Linked DNA regions of Pan troglodytes: region 2 is linked to region 1. A link is a contact called in public HiChIP or PLAC-seq data. All regions are on one chromosome and are shown on one strand. Each heading gives the region's core, a stretch centred on a gene start, on an enhancer-like site or on the middle of the called end of the contact. The rest is flanking DNA. Distances are from core to core; before and after follow the strand shown. Region 1 holds the start of PPIL2 (peptidylprolyl isomerase like 2). Region 2 holds the start of PPM1F (protein phosphatase, Mg2+/Mn2+ dependent 1F).

The links. HiChIP or PLAC-seq counts read pairs in DNA pulled down with a chosen protein or histone mark.
Region 2: a contact with region 1 is called in an H3K4me3 HiChIP or PLAC-seq map of stem cell-derived excitatory neurons, with 3 times the contacts expected there. The contact joins the promoter of PPM1F here to the promoter of PPIL2 in region 1. A contact is called at or near these places in 1 of 7 Hi-C or Micro-C datasets (stem cell-derived neural progenitor cells) and 1 of 1 datasets of contacts at active chromatin or transcription factors (stem cell-derived excitatory neurons).

Annotation. Positions count from the first base shown.
Region 1 is chr23:23,615,736-23,622,311 of NHGRI_mPanTro3-v2.0_pri, reverse strand. PPIL2 (peptidylprolyl isomerase like 2) reads right to left here and starts at 5,165. Exons shown (of 21, transcript XM_009437884.4): 1 at 5,014-5,165; 2 at 1,207-1,256; 3 at 557-602; 4 at 107-169. The coding sequence starts at 5,045.
Region 2 is chr23:23,897,987-23,904,142 of NHGRI_mPanTro3-v2.0_pri, reverse strand. PPM1F (protein phosphatase, Mg2+/Mn2+ dependent 1F) reads left to right here and starts at 3,257. Exons shown (of 7, transcript XM_054676052.2): 1 at 3,257-3,500. TOP3B (DNA topoisomerase III beta) reads left to right here. Exons shown (of 18, transcript XM_016939789.4): 18 at 1-1,943. The coding sequence ends at 35.

The sequences.
Region 1 (6,576 bases), core at 3,916-6,415:
ACTTCCGTGTGCCCAAGAGCCCTACCCAAGGGTACCAAGGGTCCCCTTCCTTAATGGGTGTTGAGAATCTCACATTTGTTAGATCAAAATTCAAGGAAAAACTCACAGTAAGTCAAAGACGATGCCATCGGGAGTGCAGACTGGGTAGACAAAGGGCTGCAGAGAGAGACTGAAAAAGGACAGAGTCATTCCTGGTGAGTTGCCACGCACCCTGGTCAGGATGTGGGCTGGCTGAGCCTGGCATGGTGACCTCCTGAAATGCTGTCCCAGGGAGCCCTCTCTGGGCAGCCTGGCCACCTCCCTCTCTCACCAACCTTCTCCTCCAACTACAATAGTGTTTGTGCCACCCCTGGTGAAGGACTAGAGCAGGATCCAACACCAAGGCAAGCTCCTAACATCATGACGAGGACTCTGCATCTTCTCCCAACATGAACTGAAGGGCCACATCTTCAAGGCACACTTTTACGCATAACCCCACATCCACAAGGGGCAGATTCACTATCAGACAGGATCAGAGAACAATTACAAGGGAAAGGTAAACTCGCAAAACTCTTACCTGCAGTGGTCAAAAGGTAAACGACGAAAATTTGTTTGTGGGAGATCTGTTTAAAAATGAAATAAAAAACAGAAATCTTACTCTGTAAAGTATTTCATCTATGTGCACCTGCTAGCAATTCAGTTACAGCTTATGAAAAAGTTCATGCAAATTTTTAAGTACAGCAATTGCTGTGGATTAAAAACCTTTTAACAGATAAACCAAAACACTTGGGGTACATCAAAAAAGAACTTACTGGGAAAAGTGCATACTTTTTTACTTCCATTAAAATTATGACAGTGCTCTTGTTATTGTAGTCTTGATAGTTTTGACAGCTGAAAATATTATCATTCTTTTTATTCCTTATAAACTTGATAGAGAAAAAACATTTAAATGTACATGTAATTTTGTATTTTATTTACTTATTTATTTTTTACTTAGCTCCCAGCATCGGGGAATATTTTAAATTACATTTTACAAAAATCACCACTAAGATGAAGCAGGTTCTTCTATCTTGAGTATATTTCTCTTTCATGAACTGTGTCCTCAGCCCATTTGTCTACCATAGTTTCCGTGTTCTTGTTGTCTATTTTTACAGCTCACTGTATCCTGAAGACACAGTTCCTTAATACCACTCCCCCAACGGGGAACAGAAAGACTGCATGCCTTACCTGGCTTCTTGCCACCATAAAAGTGAGTGTATTCAGCACAGGTAATGTACCTGAAGAAGAGAGGAAGATAATGCTACCACCACCACCTTTATAAAGAGGACAAAGTCTTTGGAAGTGAGTAATCTTTGCTTACTCAGCAAATGCTTACTAAATACCTACTATGGGGCGGGCACGGTGGCTAACGCCTGTAATCCCAACACTTTGGGAGCCCGAGGCAGGCGAATCACTAGAGGTCAGAAGTTTGAGACAAGCCTGGCCAACATGGTGAAACCGCGTCTCTACTAAAAATACAAAAATTAGCTGGGCATGGTGGTGGGTGCCTGTAATCCCAGCTACTCGGGAGGCTGAAGCAGAGAATTGCTTGATCCCGGGAGGCGGAGGCTGCAGTCAGCCAAGATCACACCACTGTACTCCAGCCTGGGTGACAGAGTGAGACTCTGTCTCAAAAAAACAAACAAACAAAAAAACACCTACTATATGTCAGCCACACAGTGATAAACACAACAGACATGGAGACCAGGCACAGTGGCTCACACCTATAATCCCAACAGTTTGGGAGGCCAAGGCAGGAAGATTGCTTGAGTCCAGGCGTTGGAGAACAGCTGGGGCAACAAAGCGAGAATCTGTCTCTACAAGAAAATTTAAAACTTAGCCAGGTGTGACAGCTCACACCTGTGGTCCCAGTTACTCCAAAGACTAAGGCAGGAAGGCAGGTTGAGGCTGCAGTGAGCTGTGACAGCACTACTACACTCCAGCCTGGGAGACGGGGGAGACTCTGTCTCAAAAACAAACAAAACAAAAAACAAAAGAAACCGGCCGGGCAAGGTGGCTCACGCCTATAATCCCAGCACTTTGGGAGGCCAAGGCGGGCAGATCACGAGGTCAGGAGATGGAGACCATTCTGGCTAACATGGTGAAACCCGTCTCTACTAAAAAAAAAAAAAAATAGAGGGCCAGTCACGGTGGCTCACACCTGTAATCCCAGCATTTTGGGAGGCCGAGGCGGGCGGATCACGAGGTCAGGAGATGGAGACCATCCTGGCTAACACAGTGAAACCCCGTCTCTACTGAAAATACAAAAAATTAGCCGGGTGTGGTGGCAGGCGCCTGTAGTCCCAGCTACTCGGGAGGCTGAGGCAGGAGAATGGCGTGAACCCGGGAGGCGGAGCTTGCAGTGAGCGGAGACCACGCCACCGCACTCCAGCCTGGGCGACAGAGTGAGACTCCGTCTCAAAAAAAAAAAAAAAAAGGTATCTTATTGCCACAAAGAGTCTGTTTTGTCAATCTTATGATTTCTATTTCTTTATTTTTATTTATTTTATTTATTTATTTTTTTGAGACGGAGTCTTGCTCTGCTGCCCAGGCTGGAGTGCAGTTGTGCAATGTCAGCTCACTGCAAGCTCCACCTCGTGGGTTCACGCCATTCTCCTGTCTCAGCCTCCCGAGTAGCTGGGACTACAGGCGCCTGCCACCACGCCCAGCTGATTTTTTTGTGTATTTTTAGTAGAGATGGGGTTTCACCGTGTTAGCCAGGATGGTCTTGATCTCCTGACCTCGTGATCCACCCGCCTCAGCCTCCCAAAGTGCTGGGATTACAGGTGTGAGCCACCGTGCCTGGCCCCTTATGATCTCTATTTCAACATTAATGCTGGTCAGTTGTTGTGTCTAAGCCACAAAAGGGAGGGGGATATAACAAGGCACAGCTGATCTCTATCCCATCATGGCCAGGAACTCAGTTTTAAGGTTTTCCTGGGGTTCTCTTGGCCACAAGGGTGTCTGCTTAGCCAGTGGGGGGACTTAGGGTTTTATTTTTAGTTTACAGGGAGGAGCAGGCTCAAGAGCTGAAAATCGAGAGTTCTGTTTAAGGCATATTAAATTCGAGATGTCTGGCCCGGCACGGTGGCTCACGCCTGTAATCCCAGCACTTTGGGAGGCAGAGGTAGGTCGATCACTCGAGGTCAGGAGTTCGAGACCGGCCTGACCAACATAGTGAAAACCTGTCTCTACTAAAAATACAAAAATTAGCATGGGCATGGTGGCAGGCACCTATAATCCCAGCTACTGGGGAGGCTGAGGTGGGAGAATTGCTTGAATGTGGGAAGTAGAGGTTGCAGTGAGCCAAGACGGCACCATTGCACTCCAGCCTGGGCGACAGAGCAAGACTCCATCTCAAAAAAAAAAAAAAAAAATTTGAGATGTCTTTCAGTCCTCCAGTGGAGATATTAAGTAAGCCACTAACTACACAAGACTGGGGAAAGCAGCTTATAGATGACTGGGAAATTATATCACCCACAGAGAATGTTTATGGAAAAGAAACGTATGAGATCCGAGAGAAGGGAGGAGGGTCCAGAAAGGAGACTGGGAAAAGAAAGACCGCTGAAGTCGATGGAAAACAAAGAGCAGGTGAAATCCCAGATACCAAAGAAGGGCTTCAGAAGGAGGGAGTGGTCAACAGTGTGACATACTGTTGAGAAGCCCAACAAAATGAGGACTGAGGCTGCCCGGACGTGGTGGCTCACGCCTGTAATCCCAGGACTTTGGGAGGCCGAGGCGGGTGGATCACCTGAGGTCAGGAGTTCGAGACCAGCCTGACCAACATGGAGAAACCCCTTCTATACTAAAAATACAAAATTAGCCGGGCATGGTGGCGTATGCCTGTAATCCCAGCTACTCGGGAGGCTGAGGCAGGAAAATCTCTTGAAGCCGGGAAGCGGAGGTTGCGGTGAGCCAAGATCTCACCATTGCACTCTAGCTTGGGCAACAAGAGCGAAACTGCGTCTCAAAAAAAAAAAAAAAAATGAGGACTGAGGATTGAATACTAGATTTAGCAACAAGAAGTCGCTGGGAACCTGAAAAGAGAGGCCGCTGAAGTCGAGAGAAAACAAAGAGCAGGTGAAATCCCAGATACCAAAGGAGGGCTTCAGAAAGAGGGAGTGGTCAACGGTGTGACATACTGTTGAGAAGCCCAACAGTTCTGGGGTAGTTCTGGGGTCGAAATTCTGACTTGAGTGGTTTCAAGAGACTCAGAAAACAGCATGAAGCCACTAGTCTCTCACTTGTTCTTAAGAGAAAGAAACAACACGGCGGCAGCGGGAGGGGAACGTGGGACGTGGGGCACGGGGCACGGGTGGATTTTTAAATTTTATTTATTATTTTTGAGACAGCGTCTCGCTCTGTCGCCCAGGCTGGAGTGCAGTGACACGATCTCGGCTCACTGCAACCTCCGCCTCCCGGGTTCAAGCGATTCTCCTGCCTCAGCCTCCCAAATAGCTAGGATTACAGGCGCCCGTCACCACGCCCCGCTAATTTTTGTATTTTTAGTAGAGACGGGGTTTCACCGTATTAGCCAGATCCGCCCGCCTCGGCCTCCCAAAGTGCTGTGATTACAGTTGAGCCACTGCGCCCGACCTGGTTTGCTTTAAATTAGAAGGCTCTGCAGCACGTTTGCAGGCTGATAGGCATGAACCAGAACACAGCGAGACGTGAAGTACGGAAGAGGTAGAGACTACTCATTCAAGGGCGAAACTCGCGAGCAGACGGAGGACGGTCCGGGCAGAACCAGAGTAAAGGAAAACCGGGCTGCGCTCGAGCCCGCAGCTGACGTCATCGGAGCCGCGGCCCCGGGAGAGCGCGGCGGCCCGAGGGTCATTACCCTGACTGGAGACAGGGCGGCAGCTTCCGGGAGGAAGTGACCTTTGGGCTGTGCTCTAGGGAGTAGCTGAGAGGGAAGGCGAGCGGCGCGCAGTGCGGGACAGGCGGTTCACTGAGGCAGAGTGGAGCGCCGCTCCCGACTGCGGCTCAACTTACATTTTGTCCTTTTGGTGCTGTCGCTTCCCCATGGCGGCGCGGCGGCGGCGACTAGCGAGCACGAAAAAACAACGGCTGACAACTCAGACCATGGAGCCGCAGCCGAGTTCCGTGACCACTTCCGGGTTCCGCGGCGCGCCCCGGAAACGGGCGCCTGGCGTGCTGGGAATTGTGGTTCGCTAGCGCCAGGTGCTTATGCCCGGAAGGATCGCCTGCCCAGTATGGGGTCCTAGCTAGGTGTGCCATCTCCCGCAGGCGTCTTTTCGGGGCCGAGCTCCCTCAGCCTCGAAGCCCCATCTTCTCGAGGGGTCTGTCTGGACCGCCTCGTCTACCCCCCTAGCCACGGCTCAGGGCCATTCCCATACTGGGTTCTCAGGTCTTATTTATTTATTTTCGAGACAGGGTCTCGCTCTGTCGCCCAGGTTGGAGTGCAGTGGCACAATCACAGCTCACTACTGCCTCGACCTCCCAGGCTCAAGCGATTCTCCCACCTCAGCCTCCCGAGTAGCTACGGGCACGCACCACCACACCCGGCTAATTTGTTAATTTTTTGTAGAGACAGGCTCTTACAATGTTGCCCAGGCTGGTCTGGAGCTCTTGAGCTCAAGCGGTCCTCCCGCCTTGGCCTCCCAAAGTGCTGGGATTACAGGCCTGAGGCTTCGCGCCCGGCCAGCGCTCAGGTCTTTTTCAACGTCCTCCTAGAGCTTCAAGTCTCATGAGCCTCCACCCCATCCCTTCCCGCCTCCGTGGCAGATGCCTTCAAAACCATGTACCACTCTCGTTCTACTCGCTCACTTCTCATTCTCTCTACATATTCGGTCCCCACCGCCTCCAGGCCCCTCGGAGGCCCAGCAGCAGGTGGCCATCAAGCCTAGAGGTCCAAAGCCCTACCTGATCCCTTCCGTCTCTTCTGCCAGACCCTTCCCTTGGGTCAGATCAGTACCTTGGGCACCTAGCTACACTCAGGCCCAGGGTAATCTTGCCTAGGCTCCTAATTTTAAATGCCATTTGTATCCCATGACTCCCAGTACTAAGTCACCAGCACTCCAGGTTCCTGATCTCCACTTGGGTAACCACTGATCTGAAATGTAACATGTCTGGATGGGCGTGGTGGCTCACGCCTGTAATCCCAGCACTTTGTGTGTGTGTGTGTGTGTGTGTGTGTGTGTGTGTGTGTGTGTGTGTGTGTTTAGTAGAGATGGGGTTTCACCATGTTAGCCAGGATGGTCTCGATCTCCTGACCTCCTGATTCGCCTGCCTCGGCCTTCCAAAGTTCCGGGATTACAGACGTGAGCCACCACGCCCGGCCAATCCCAGCACTTTGAGAGGCTGAGGCAGGCGGATCACTTGAGGTCAGGAGTTCAAGACTAACCTGGTCAATATGGCAAAACCCCATCTCTACTAAAAATACAAAAAATTAGCCTGGTGTGGTGGCACACACCTGTAATTCCAGCTACTTGGGAGGCCGAGACAGTAGCTTGAACTGGGGAGGCAGAGGTTGCCGTGAGCCAAGATTAGGCCACTGCATCCCAGCCTGGGTGACAGAGTGACTCTGCCTAAAAA
Region 2 (6,156 bases), core at 2,008-4,507, 280 kb before region 1:
GAAACTCCCTCCACACTCCACCCGTGCCTCACTGAGTGATGACGGGAGCTCAGCAAAACAGCTTTCCAGACTGTTCAGTGGGACCTTTCTTTGAGGGGCAGGTCAGGAATGTTTCGGACTCAGACCTGCCCCCGCCCCAACTCAGTAGTAGATTCCCAGGCTGCACCAGGACTTATATGAGAGCTCCTGTAAGGAAACCCAGAGCCCACCAAGCATACCCCACCTGGACCCCCTTCCTGGAGGCCCTCACAGGTTAACACAGGGGTTCCCTGGAACACAGTTTGGAGAGCTACTCGAAGCTGAATGAAAATACACAGAGACATGGGGAACCACATAGAGGGTCCTGGGATGTGTCTCAGAAGCACAGGCTTCAGGAAGGAGGGGGTGCTCTCAGAGCTTCTGCCCCCTCCCACCCACTCTGGTCCCATTCTGGGGCCCTAGCAAGGCCACACCTGTTAGGTCCCCAGTGCAGGGCTGTGACTCTGCTCTTCCACCCACAGGGCCCAGTGGACCTGGAGCCTTCTCCGCAGAAGGTTTCAAGACCTCCAGGACCCTTAGGTTATAGGGCTAATTCAGGCTTGGAGGAGCAGAGACGGTTCCTAGGTCTTAAACCCAGACCACCCAGTCCTTCCTTACTATGCTTCTGCACTGCGCTTTCAGCCACAGGCAGGGATAATCACAAAGTGTTCCTTTTTTTTCCTCTGCAATTGTCCCTTGTGTGTGACCCTCCTTCAAGGCCCTTGGCTTCCGCAGCTTGATTCTGCACTCCGAGTCCATTCACCTTCTCCCATCCAATAGCATCCAACCCCGCTGCTACTGCTGCCAACCTGGCCTTGGGAGCAATGAGGACAAGGAAGGGACAAGACCCCTTTTAGGCCAGAACTGCCTTCAGATCAGCCACGCTCCATGGGACTGTACCTCTGCCCTGGAGGCTGGAGAGGTCAGTGGCTGCAGACTGTCTCAAGGAGCCCCTGGCCCTGCCCACCTAGCCAGGGGTGCAGCCTTGCCAGAGAAGCAGAGAAGCGTCTGTGGCTGGGTGGGTGATATTGAAAGATTCCTTTCACCAGGGTGGAAGCCAGGATCTGAGGCGTGATGGAATGTGGACAGTGAGGCAGTGACAGCGCCACAAGGCAGGAGTCATCTCCAGGCAGGTCTTTGGCCTGGAGCCCATAGGGACAAGCTCCTGGTGGTGCCTCACTTTGCCATCCTCTCTAAGCCGCAGACCTTGAATGGAATCAGTGCTCAAGAGTCTAACTGGGCCCCCTCTGAGGATGCCTGTGGGAATATCAGCTTTTACCGCACCACACTGCACTTTACAGTGTGGGAGGGCCTGCCCCACGCACCACCTCACCTGTACTGCGGTTCTCAAACTTCACCCTACAGCCATTCTGTTGTAGGTGATCTCAGGGGCAGTTTGAGAAACAGTGGCTCAGGGTCTCACAGCAGCCCTCTGAGATAGGTTGGTTGCTATTGTCCCGATTTTTTCTCATCAAGAAACTGAGGCTCAGGTGAGCTAAGGAATGTGCCCAGGGCCACTGTTTATAAGAAGTAGCCTCAAGCCTTGCTCATGGTTACTGCCCTGACAGGGATCGAGGAAGGAGTGAGCAGGAGAATGGGATGAGGCAGGACCCTCCGCTCCAGCCCTGCTTTCTCTGCCCAGACACCTCCTGCCTTGCAGACCCAACCCCACCCCAGATGGTTTCCTTTCCAGTCACCCAGCTGCTAGTTCTCCAGGTTCCTGGTCTCACTCCAGGTTCCTCCTGTTGGAGAAGCATCCCAGAGACATTCATTCCTGGCAAGGACACAGGCCTGCGGACCTGAAGGCCAGGTGGGCAGAGCCACATAAGATCTGGTGCCCCATCCTCCATTTAAAAAATTATACTTTCCAACTGCATTGGTATAAAGGTGAATATATTAATATCATATATTAAAACATTTTCTTTGACATAAAGGTTTCTTTCTTCTGCCTTTAAAATAAAATATTTTGGCCAGGTGTAATGGTTCACACCTATAATCCCAGCACTTGGGAAGGCTGAGGCAGGAGGATCACTTGAGCCCAGGAGTTCAAGACCAGCCTGGGCAACATAGAGACCCTGTCTCTACAAATTTTTTTTAATCAGCTGGGCGTGGTGGTGCTTGCCTGTGTTCCCAGACACTAGGAAGGCTGAGGCAGGAGGGGAGGGTCACTTGAGCCCAGGAGTTTGAGGCTGCAGTGAGCTGTGATTATGCCACTGCACTCCAGTGTGGGCACCAGAGAAGGAGCTTGTCTCTAAAAAGAGAGAAAAAGAATATTTTCATGAGCCTCCGTGTTGGCAGAAAAATGGCCCTTCAGAGATGTTCATGTCCTATACCTGTGCCTGTGTTAGATTACATGGCAGACCCGGCATAGTGGCTCACGCCTGTACTGTAATCCCAGCACTTTGGGAGGCCGAGGCAGGCAGATCATTTGAGGTCAGGAGTTTGAGACCAGCCTGACCAACATGGTGAAACCCCATCTCTACTAAAAATACAAAAAAAATTAGCCGGGCATGGTGGTGCGTGCCTGCAGTCCCAGCTACTCGGGAGGCTGAGGCAGGAAAATCGCTTGAACCAGGGAGGCAGAGGTTGCAGTGAGTCGAGGTCATGCCACTGCAGTACAGCCTGGGTGACAGGGTGAGACTCCGTGTCAAAATAATAATAATAATAATAATAATAAGGGGCAAAGGGGAATTAAGGTTGCTAATCAACTGATTTAGAGAGATGATGCTGGACTATCTGGGTGGGCCCAATGGCATCAGGAGGGTCTTTAGAAGTAGCAGAAGGAAGCAGAGGAGGGAATCAGAGGTGGCAGTGTGAGAAAGGCTCAACTGGCCATTGCTGGCTTCGAGGCTGTAGGAAGGGGCCACGAGCCAAGGTATGCAGGGAGCCCTTAGGAGCTGGAAAAGGCAGGGGAACAGTTTCTCCCCTAGAATCCTCAGAAAGGAACGCATTCTGGCGATCCCTGGATCTTCGCCCACTGAGGCTAAGTGGACTTCTGACCTCCAGAACGGAAAGATAACAAAAGCCTCAACGTTTGTGGAAACAAACAACTCATAATGAGCCTGGGACTGTGCCTCCTTCCCCGACGGATGAGCCTGCCTGGGCAGTCTGGGTTTGCATCCCCGCTCTGTCACGTACCAGCTGTTGACGGCAGAAGTTGCTTAATTTCTGGGCGCTGTGACCTAGGGATTGCTTTCCCCATCCAGCCGCCCACCCAAAGCTGCAGAAGAGAAGCAAGAGGCTGGTGACGGGCGGCTCCGGAGCCCAGGTGGAGCCGCAGTTCGCCTACCACTAAAGGGCCGCAGTCACCGTCCACGTAGCCGCCAGGGGGCAGCAGAGGTCCGGCCCCGCCAGCCTGGAGGCCCGACTGCGCCTGCGCGGCGCCCGCGGCGGCCAGGGACGGGAAGTGGGCGGGGCCGACCGGCAGCAGCTTGCGGGACACGGAGCCGCGAGGAGACAGCTGAGGCCCGCGGAGACCAGGGGTGAGGAGGCCGGGGGGGACGGGATTAGAGGGCTGACGGGGCTGGGACGAGGGTCAGGCGAGCGCCCAAGGCGCACAGGGGTGAAATGGGACCGAGGAACCGGAGGGGTGGAATCAGAGGGCTGGGGAGGCAAGGAGGCCGAGACGAGGCTCACATGGGTGCACCGAAAGGGTGCGGGGGTGCAGTGCGGGGGGCCGAGGAGCAAGAGGGGCCGCTGCGGACCTGAGGAACCCGAGGCTGGGAGTTGGGGGGCTGGGGAGCCAAGGGGGCAGAACTGGGGGGCAGGCGGGGGTGTGGCCGAGCCGAGGGCCTGGTAGGGACCGAGGGCTATGAGGCAGAATCGGGTGCTGAGGGGGACGCGCCCCATTTTCCGAGATCTGGCCTCTCCCCACCCCCCAGGAGCCTCTGGGCCGGCACGTTGCCCCATATCCCCCCAGTCCCTGCACCTTCAGGGGCCCAGTCTGCCTGATGGCCCCCGGCTCGGCGGCCTCCCAAGCGTCCGTGAAGCGAGCGTCAGCTGCACAAGTGCTCGGGCTGCAGCTGCTTCAGCCACAGGTCTGTGAGCCAGAGCCTCAGGCGCGGAGGCCGGGCACATTGCCGCTGGGTTCGGTCAGGCAAGCCCCTGAACCTGTCTGTGCAACAGGAAGAACTGGCTCCGGCTGCAGGGATTTCGGCACAGCGCTTGACACACAGTGAGGCCCACTGCATGGTGGCGGGCTCCTTCGAAGCCTTCCACCCTGCGGGACAGAGTCACACATGTCGTGGTGGCATTCCCCGGGACAAGTTCTCTGGGCCCAGCTGAGCTCTCACCACGGGGGATAGAAAGTGGGGCCGGCCAGCACTCTGAGGCCATCTCCAGTCTCTTCTGTTGTCAAATTTCGCTCTTTTCCTCCTGCACGCGAGGTGGAAGTACCAAAGGCACTGGGCATCCAGAGACCTTGATTGAGTTCGCTTTGCCCTTTCACCTGTGTGAGACCTTAAATGGGTGCTTGCCCTCCTATAACCTATTTCTTCATCTGCAGTGTAGCCTGACAGTATGTACTTCTCAGCGTAGTTGTGAGAGGTAAACAAAACGAATGCATTTCTGAAAGCCATGGACCTCTACACAAGTTCATTTGTGGAATTCCTTTAAGATACCGCCTGAAGGCCGGGCGCGGTGGCTCATACCTGTAATCCCAGCACTTTGGGAGGCCGAGGCAGGCATATCACCTGAGGTCAAGAGTTCCAGACCAGCATGGCAAAACCCCATCTCTACTAAAAATACAAAAATTAGCCGCGCGTGGTGGCAGGTGCCTGTAATCCTAGCTACTCAGGAGGCTGAGGCAGGAGAATTGCTTGAACCTGGGAGGCGAAGGTTGCAGTGAGCTGAGATCCCACCATTGCACTCCAGCCTGGGCAACAAGAGCGAAACTCTCTCTCAAAAAAAAAAAAAAAAAAAAAAAAAAAAAAAAAAGGATACCACCTGAAGCCAACCGAGTCTTTTAAGACCTGGCGCTGCTGCCCGCTGCACCCTTCAGAGTGGTGTAGCTTCCTCAGCCCACGCCACCCGCCAGTCACTCTTCCCTCTGCCATCACACTTACCACCTGCTGTACACAAAGGGCCATCGTGGGCTCCCTGACTACAGGGAGCTTACAGTCTATCAGGAAAGTCAGGCCTGTAGAAAGAAATGGTCATTGCACAGCAGTGTGACTATGCTTAATGCCATGGAACTGTACGCTTAGAAATGGTTAAAAGGATACATAGTGTGTATATTTTACAACAATAAAAAAAATTTATATATGTAGAAAAAAAATCTAGGATTTACATCTAACTATTAGTAGTTATGAATAAAGAAATAAGAATCTCCTTTGGTAGAAAAAGGTTGGCCAGGCGTGGTGTCTCATACCTGTAATCACAGCACTTTGGGAGGCTGAGGCGGGCAGATCACCTGAGGTCAGGAGTTCGAGACCAGCTTGGCCAACATGGTGAAACCCCATCTCTACTAAAAATACAAAAAAATTAGCCAGGCGTGGTTGTGGGTGCCTGTAATCCCAGCTACTAGGGAGGCTTAGGCAGGAGAATCACTTGAACCTGAGAGGTGGAGGTTGCAGTGAGCCGAGATTGCGCCACTGCACTCCGGCCTGGGTGACAGAGCAAGACTCTGTCTCAAAAAAAACAAAAACAAAAACACTTAACATGAATGATGCTTTTGTTACACTATAGTGGTGCAGTTTCCTTTTCTAAGGATTGCTGGGTTTTTTTCATTACCCTGGTTCTGCAGTTAAGCAAGACTCAACAAGTATTTTTTCTATGTCCCCTAAAAAACTGCAGTTGTTAAACCCTGCATTCGTTAAGCTTAGGAGTCAAAACTAATGCACTAGAGGAAAATAAATATTTTAAATTAAAAAAACTTTTTACAAGTCAGATGTGAGCAAAAGTGCCATAGAGACATGAAAGAGAGCATGCTGGATCCAAAGATGGGGAGATTTCAGCAAAGCCTGGAAGGATCTGAGAGATCTCGGGAGGCAAAATGGAAGGAGGGCACCACAAAACAAGGAGGGGAGGGGCTGCCCTAGGGTTGGGGGTACACAGAAATGGAAGGAGGAGCCATGAGAGAGCCAAAGCCCAGAGCTGGTGGCCAATGAGGGACAGGTCAGGGATAGAAGGAGTCAGAAT